Regions from separate parts of the Mus musculus genome. Here region 2 is linked to region 1. The links are chromatin contacts, called in public HiChIP or PLAC-seq maps. All regions are on one chromosome and are shown on one strand. The core of a region is the stretch at or near the end of the contact, and the rest is flanking DNA. Distances in the headings are between cores, read along the strand shown. Region 1 holds the start of Pafah1b2 (platelet-activating factor acetylhydrolase, isoform 1b, subunit 2). Region 2 overlaps Sik3 (SIK family kinase 3).

Region 1 (4,289 bases), core at 782-3,281:
TCTTCAGACACACCAGAAGAGGGCATCAAATCTCATTACGGATGGTTGCCAGCCATCATGTGGTTGCTGGGATTTGAACTCAGGACCTTCGGAAAAGCAGTCAGTGCTTTGGTTTTTTTTGTTTTTTTTTTTGTTTTTGTTTTGTGTGTTTGTTTGTTTGTTTTGCGGGGGGGGGGGGGTTGAGACAGGGTTTCTCTGTATAGCCCTGGCTGTCCTGGAACTCACTCTGTAGACCAGGCTGGCCTCGAACTCAGAAATCCGCCTGCCTCTGCCTCCCAAGTGCTGGGATTAAAGGCTTGCGCCACCACAACCCAGCCAGTCAGTGCTCTTAACTGCTGAACCATCTCGCCAACCCCCAGGATTTTCAAATATAGAATGTCTCCTTGGGTTCAATCTATAGTACAACCAAAAATGAGGAGCCTTAAGGGCTTGAAGAAAAGTTTTGTAGAGCTGAGAATGTAGCTCAGTTGATAGTTTTTGTCTAAGACGCATAAAGCCCTGTACTCAATCCTGAAGGACTGTGTGAGACCCAAGCATGGTGGCACCCAGGAAGGGAGGAAGCAGGAAGGTCCTACGTTCATAGCTGCAGAGTGAAGTGGAGGCTATCCTGGGCTACGTTTTTCATTTTAAGAGCAAGCAATCAATCAAGGTTTCTTATGAATAAAAGATAGTATCAAAATGTGTGTGTGTGTCAGAGAGACAGAGAGAGAGAGAGAGAGAGAGAGAGAGAGAGAAGGGGGAACACCATGACTAAAAGCCAAGTGGAGAGGAAAGGACTTACTTCCTTTACAGCTCTCAGATCACAGCTGTCACAGAGAGAAGTCAGGGTAGGAACTGGAGCTATAGAATGTCGTTTCTTACTGACTGACTGTGTGCTCTTATACAACTCAACTCAGGGCCACCTTCGCCAAGTGGCACCACTCACAGTGGGATACGCCCATCAATTATTAATCAAGAAAATACCCTCATAGACTGCCTACATGCCAATCGGATGAAGGCATTTTTAAAGTTCCCTTCCTCAAATGACCCTGATTTGTGTCATTGACAAAAACAACCCAGACATAGGGCTTTATCATTGGAAACCAATTCAAGTTGTTTCTCTTAACAGTGTATTTAATACTAAACTGTTTAAATAACCCTTTACGATATTCTCTTGATCAAAACACTTAAAACAGCACTTACTGAGATCTTGCTAGTGTACCATATGTAACTGGAATATCTGCAGAAGAGTTATGGAGGCAGTGACAAAGTCATTATCTTGAAATTTTTATTTTGCATTCGAGATAATACAAGCAGCACATAAGTGATTTGAAATTTTATTTTATTATCTCGATAATTTAGGCTTACAGGTTTCAAGAACATTCTCAATCAGTTTCAGAGTCCTGGAATGCTCTGCAATTCACTATTATGAGTTTGAATGAATCCTATCCATCATTAAAGAGCCAGCCCTGGCACTGCTCCACCAAGTTTCCCTGCTAATGATGACGCAATCTCTTGCCCCTCCTCTTGGCGCTGATCTGTCCTGCACTTATCCAGCCGTTAGCATCTAATCTCTACATTGACTCTCTATGTACTCCCCTAAACTGGATGGATTTCTAAGGTAAAGACTGGGGTTTCTGTTATTCCCCGAGTGGTATCTATCACACAATTCTGAGTATCATCATAGAAATTCTGCTGGTAAATGTAGGGGTTGCCCCTTTTAACTTCGGGCCTATTTCTCCCCATTCTCTGCAATCTGGTTTATCCCATCGGTGGAGGAAATCAGTGGCTAAGAAGGGAGTAGCGTCAGCGAGAGGTCAAGCTACACTGTCTCTAAGGCCATCTCCGGATAGTTTCCGTCATCCTATCAGGACAGGAAGGCAGTTACAGGAAAGATGGAGGCTCAAGTCGGGGAAAGAAAGAGAACAAAGTCAGTACTTGGCAGGGACGGTAGACCTGTGCGCCAAGCAAAGAGCGCGCACTGCGAGGGAAAGTGAGGCGCACCCGCCCCGCAACTAGCCCCGCAGCCAGGGGCGGGACTTCCGGAAGCCATTTGCCCGAGTGGCAGGGGGACCGGAAGTGGAGGCGCTGCTGCTTGGTGCTGGGGCCCGAGGAGGGGACGCGCGCCGGAACGCGGCCGTCGGGATCAAGCGAGCGACTGAAGCGCAACCCGCCGACGCCGCAGCCGCTGAGGGCCCCGCACGGACCCTCTGCCTGTGTGAGTGCATCGTGGGGACCGCGGAGCCGGGGCCTCGTCGTGACGGGTGGGACGCGCGGGCGAGCCGGTATTGTGAGGCCCGGCTCCCCTCCCCCACGCCGCCCCTCCCCCGCCGCGCCCCGCGCTGTCGCCCTGCAGGGCCTCCGGGGCCCCGCGCCGTCGCCGCTGCCCTGCGGCGCCCTGGTTCCACCCTGGCCAGCGGCTGAGCGGCCCGCGGGTCCCCTGGCCCGGCCTCCTGCCTCAGCTGTCGCCTTTTCCCTCCATCCCCGGGGTGGGACCTCTAGGCCCAAGCCTGTGACTGGGTTGTGCCTTTTTTTTTTTTTTAACGGATCACGCTCTTTGCCCTTCTCGTCGAAAATTGTCTCCTCATTCGAAACTTCTCTGTTGCCTTCGCTTATACTTCCCAAAGACCCGTGTCAGGGCTCTGAAAGGATTGGTAGAGGCTAGCCTTAAGGGTCACCCACTTCATTCGGCGACGAGGCCCAGGCGTTGGTGACTTGGCCGATGGCCTACCGCCAGCCAGGTACATCTGTCAGTGAGTAGTTTCCTTGGAGGTGTGTTTCCTCTCCCCAGCCCTTGTGGTCCATGTCCACTTAGCGGGTCAGAGCCTGTGGTCTCCAGGTTTGAGTTACTCATGGCAGAGTGACTCGTTATCCTTTCCATAGCTCCCAGGCTGACGTTGCCTTTCATCATGTATATACGGATCTTAAGGAAACCCAAAGCCATAAAGCGTTGGCGTCTCTGAAGAACGTGGCTATGGACAAAGGGAAGGGCACCAAGACGCTAAGAGCAGGTCCTAGACTTGCATTTTCTACAGCGTTGAGTTGAGTGGAGAGAATGGGCCAGAGGAAAAGGTGTGGAAAAGAGAAAAATGCAAGCTTATCTTTCCCTTGGATGAGGCTTGTGTCTGCCCGTCAGTTCCTTCTCTGGGCACATTGTTCAGACTTAAAGGTTGCCTCCTTGTGGGAGAGCAGGGGAGGGAATCATTGTGCATTAATTTGTTGGCATGGGCACTTGATAATAAATTATGGATGGGCTGGATCCTGGGGGGCCGCCCACCAGAGACCGGGGCAGGGCATTCTGGACGAGGCTTGCCTTCCTCTTCAGAATAATTCTGCCAACTCTCTGAAGCAAAATGAAAAGCCTCAGGCCTTAATGGAAGCATCCTAAATCTTTTCATTCTCATTCAAAAGTCTCAGCAAGCTTCTAGGTTCTCTCTCTCTCTCTCTCTCTCTCTCTCTCTCACACACACACACACACACACACACACACACACACACACACACACACACCCCGGCTGAGCTTGAGGGGTTGTAGTTGTTTTGTTGGGACTGACTTCCACACCACTAGTGTAGAGAGTCCGGTGCTGTGCTGTGTCGTTGAGGTCTAAATTAAGTGGGGAAGATAGAAAGTTTAGGATTAGGACTGCCTTCTCTCCCTGGAGATTTTTGAAGGACAACAAAGTTTGCTCTGCAAAATAGTTTTTCATGGAAATGTACACAGTTGCCCACCTTTTATCGCCTCCTTGCTAGTTTTTCATAGGAAGCCTGCAGTTCCCTGGCTAAGGAGATTATTCTGACCCAGTAAGGTGAGGTGGGAAGTGTTGGTTTTTAGTTTTTGAACTCCTAGGGATTGGGTACTACCTCTGGGAGGTGGAGCAAACGACAGTCAGGAGCTGGGATGTGGGTGCTGGGAATCAAACCCAGGACCTGTGGAGGAGCAGTACCTGCTCTTAACTGCTGGGCCAGCTCTATCCAGCCCCCTCCTCATTTTATACAAACTCACTCATTTTGAGACAGGGTTTCTCTTTTGAAGCCTTCACTGTGTTGGAACTCACTGTGTAGACCAGGCTGTCATCAAACTCAGAGATCCCCTGCCTCTGCCTCTTGAGTGCTGGGACTAAAGGTGTGAGCCACTCTCCTGAAGGTGGCTATGATAGGAAAATGGTTCAGGAATCCCTGTAATTTTTTTTTTTAACTTCAGTAGGATACTCTTTGGATAACTCTTGATTCATTCTTCACTTTTAAAATTGTCTGGGTTTTTAAAAGTTATTTATTTTTATGTGAATGAATGTGTTTCCTACATGTATGCA
Region 2 (4,289 bases), core at 741-3,240, 110 kb before region 1:
CAACAGTGGTAACTCTTGCTCCACATAATGATAAAGACCAGAGCCAATGAGTCAGCAAGCAAAGCTGACGACTTGAATTCAAACCCCACAGTCCATGGTAGAAAGAAAGAACTGAATCCTGAAAGTTTTCCTCTGCCCTCCACATATGTGCTCTGGTATACATTCACATGTATATGTACATACATGCACGTACATGAATATACACACATAGTTAATTTAAGTAATGATGAACAACTAACATATGTATTCAAAACAATGTTAATTCTCTAACTCTTCAATGTTTGCTCTTCCATCCACCTAATTTTTCTCTAGAAAGGAATTCTAGACAGTAAATACTCCTCATCCTTACCAGAACCTTCCATACACTCTTCTCACTATTTCATTCATTATTTTTACATGTATGTGAATGTGCCTACATGAGTTTATGTGTGCCATTTGCATGCAGGAGCCTGCAGAGGCCAGAGATGATGCCAGATTCCCTGGATCTGGAGTTACAGTTGACTGTAAACTACCTCGTGGGTGCTGGCCACCAAACCTGAGTCCTCTGCAAGACAGTAAGTGCTCTTAACCACTGAGCCATCTCTAACAACTCGAGTCTAGTCCATCTCCTCCTCTAACTTTTCTGTATCTCCTAAGAGCCAAGTCTCTAAGAGTGGCTTAGTTACAGCCTTACCTAAGGTCCCCTGTCCTCTAGAATCTGGCTTTCTCTGCAAGGCTCATAACACAGACTCCTACGGGCACTTGTCCACTCCCACCTGAGAGCTCTCCAGCAGTACCCAATGGCATACCCTGACCACTATCTTCTTCTGCTGCTCCCACAAAACCTTCTCTTGCCACTGAGGAGCCTCCTTATTATCCACTCCTTTCCCAGTCTTCTCTCTTTCCCACAGTCTGGGTTGGGTGACAGGGCTCATGGACGGCCTAATATGCTCCCCCACCCCCAGGTTAAACGCTTTGCTCTCAAACTCCTTAGCAAAGCTTATAAGGTAACTCTGCTTAGCCCGAGGTCCCACTCTCTCACCTGTCCTTTCCTCCACAATCTAGCCACACAAGAACAGCAGGGTTTCCCTTCACCTCCTTGTGCCATGCTCAGAAACAGCTGTCTCACCCCTCCATCCTATACACCTGTGTGCAGTCACTTCTCCCTCTCTTTCTTTCCTAAAAACTTAAGACCCATGAGCTGTCTAAATGCACTTACAATGGGAACTACCTTGGTTTGTCAAGTCTGTAAGGTCTGAAGCCAGTGACTATTTTTGTGAGCCTGTGAAACCAAGGCATAAACTCCGACGAGCCTCAAGAATAAGACAAACCTACAATAATTTTCAAACTAGTGAATTGAGTGTATTCTTTCGGAATACCTAAGTTCAATGCCCATTACTGAAGTCCAGGGGTAGGGGGAACCCAGGCTGACACAGTGCAAGGCAAGGACCTCATCTCTGACCATAGCTGCAACCTAGGTGATGATCTGTCTCGGTGATTTCAATGGTCTCCAAACAATGGAGACCTAATGGAGCTAATAGTCTCCATTCCTACCCCTCCAAGGTAACATTTATTAGGACAAAGTTTAAAAGCTCAATGAGGACAAACTTAACTATTTCCTTTCTAAAGAGGAGTTGAAGCCTGAGACAAGGCTCCATAGGTAAAGTCCTTGCATAACATGGGGGATTGAGTTCAGATCCCCAGCACCCATGTAGGGAAAGGCCAGGTGAGGCAGTTACAAACCAGTGTAGTGGCGTGCACTCATGACCATGGTGCTGGAGAGCTGGAGACAGACCTCAAAGACTGGCCAGTCTAATCTACAAAACCAAGAATGAGAAGCAACGGGGGAAGACATCTGACATCAACATGTGGCCTCCATATGGCACTGTCCTACTGTCTATTGGGAGAGATCCCATACCCATTAGAGGACGCAGTCTCCACCATCACTGCTCGGTCTCTCCCTGGCCTCCTGGGAAGCCAGCCCTCTTCTGATGCTTCCTCACACTGTCCCAGTGCTTTGGCCTTGTTTACAGTTCCTCAAAGTCATTAAGCTTTCATGAAACTGTCTTTGTATCTACCCTAAGTTCCCGTTTTTTTAAGTCTGTCTGTCTGTCTGTCTTAACATTAGCATAACTTTCGGGAAATGTCTATACTGTAGAAGAGACTGATCTTCACCTGAAACAATGAAATAAAGTACTACAGTCCACTTTTAATCACTTTACCAAGAAGTAAAAGCTACAGATTTACAGAAGTCCACGACCCGCTGTGCCTTCCTCCCTGCCGAGATCATCACCTGCTCCTGAGAGCTGCATTTCACACCAGTCATGGCAGAGTTCCTTTTTTAAAAGCAGCATTCTAGAAGAGGAAAACTTACTTCCCAATATTGGCTTCATGGGAAATATACTTCAAGCTAAGAGTACCGAGCAGTTCTTCCATGGAGAGCATGTAGGAGGAGTGCGTGTCACCTGACAATATCTTCCACGTGAAGACTTAGCAGAATTCTGTGTCCCCACATGACCTCTGTCGTGAAATGAAACAGAAGCTCTGTGTCTCCTGAGATCCAACAATGTGCGCACCTCGCAGGTAGCCCAGCCTGGTGGCGTGTGGCCAGCCTGCCAGCAGCCAGAGTTCATCTGCTTTAACCGCCCATGGTTGTCAAATAAACACTCCCTTTGTAGTTAATAGCGCAATAACCACCACCAAGAACAAGAAAAGGCGCTGGGCAAGGGAGGTGTCTGCCTATCACACTGATAGCTCCTTTCCTGCCTACTGCTCCTCCGTACTGTGTAAGGAGTCTCACGATGAGACGTCCCCACTGGCTTTATCAGGAAGCTGACAGGTCTATACAGCATCTGCCAAGCTGCATGCGCCCAACATTTCCTCACTTCTGTTCAAGATCTTGAGTTCCAAACCCCTGTGAGCAGGAACAAAAAAGCAAGTCTTGACTCGGGGCAAACAGGGGTTTGGAACTCAAGATCTACCACTTACAGATTTTACATAATATAATCGGTAGTAAACACAGTTCTCTTGAATGTAAAATGGAGGGTCATAAAATGAGCTAAAAATAGGTCTGTGGGCTTCCCTTGGGATTAAATAAACAAAATATTTAATGTAATGCTGGGCACACGGCACATGGTCACTGCACTTTTGGTTGTTGCTATTCTATTTACTTTATGCAGGACCAGCCTTAAATGCCACACGGAAGTAGATAGCTTTCATAAGACGTTAAAGCCAGGGATGTATCCTCTTGTAAGTGTAAGTGAGGCGAACAGAAGGGTCTCACTTTGGATGCCAAACAAGGCTGAAAAGTATGCTTTAACAGAAGAGGCTGGACATGAGCCGGCTTAGAAGGTAAAGGCCCCTGAAGGCAACCCGAAACCCTGAGTTCAATTCTAGGACCCAGCCGGCAGGAGAGAAGAGACTCCTGCAAGTTATCTTCTTACTTCAATATAGCAGAGTACACACACACATGCGTGCACACACACACACATGCACACACGCACACACATACACACACGCACGCACACACACACACACACACACACACACACACACATTTTTTTTTTTTAATTTCAGGGAAATGTTAAAAGCTGTAAGCTCTGATTATCTGTGCTACCACCTCCACAGGGCCAGAAACTGTAGAGAAGAAACAGCAAAAGAATTGCACGGCAGCAGCATGTCGCTACCATAAGGGACCCATTAAAAACCTCCAAGAAGGAAGCTAACCCTAAGCTTTAACCCTAAGTTAGCTCACTGATCTGCCTGAGGAACAGGCATTGAGAAGAATAACTGTCTGGACACTGGAAAACACTGAGGAAAACATATTTTGCAATGTATTCTTGCAACAGTGTAACAGGAACCCTTCAAAAATAGATGCTAATGAATTAACATTTCTTCGGGAAATGGAGCATCCAGAAACCCTGAGCCAGAGGAAGCCTCCTCGGAAAAAGGCTCCTCGTGCTCTGGAAACTCATCCCACAGTTACAGCTCCATGTACAAACTTCCTGGGGTCTGTTCCATCTTCTCTGTGAAGTGTGGCAGTGCTGGGATGTGGGAAGGACTGGGCTTCTCTCTGGCCAGCCCTTTCCCTCCTACTGAGCCATCTCCCATCGTGCAGCAGCAGGAGCAACAGCAGCAGCCTCTAGGTTCGAGGACCATCTGATGTAAGACAACGGTTAAGGGATGGGTTCTAACACAGGCAGGGTCCAACTCTGCTTCTCACCTCATCTTAGGAGAGCTACCAGAGGTGTGGGAACACTTCTCCCTGCCTGTGGATAAGCTGATTCAGGCTAACTGCCCCAGCTCCCACC

Evidence for each region. HiChIP or PLAC-seq counts read pairs in DNA pulled down with a chosen protein or histone mark.
Region 2: an H3K27ac HiChIP or PLAC-seq map of microglia shows a contact between it and region 1, with 2.9 times the contacts expected there. The contact joins the enhancer-like site here to the promoter of Pafah1b2 in region 1. A contact is called at or near these places in 2 of 39 promoter capture datasets (the C10 cell line and liver), 1 of 484 Hi-C or Micro-C datasets (colon epithelium), 5 of 115 datasets of contacts at active chromatin or transcription factors (bone marrow-derived macrophages, embryonic midbrain, embryonic stem cells and 1 more) and 3 of 9 other capture datasets (adipose tissue, liver and macrophages).

What each region holds. Positions count from the first base shown.
Region 1 is chr9:45,982,613-45,986,901 of GRCm38.p6, reverse strand. Pafah1b2 (platelet-activating factor acetylhydrolase, isoform 1b, subunit 2) reads left to right here and starts at 2,031. Exons shown (of 6, transcript NM_008775.3): 1 at 2,031-2,197.
Region 2 is chr9:46,097,027-46,101,315 of GRCm38.p6, reverse strand. The region is part of intron 1 of Sik3 (SIK family kinase 3); the gene reads right to left. Among named protein-coding and RNA genes, the nearest start is that of Gm46110, 20 kb to the right of the region's middle. Within about 2 kb of position 1,990, at least 65 of the 459 cell types and tissues checked have an H3K27ac peak or open chromatin away from gene starts, as enhancers often do. A contact at or near this core is called in bone marrow-derived macrophages, colon epithelium and microglia, where this site is marked.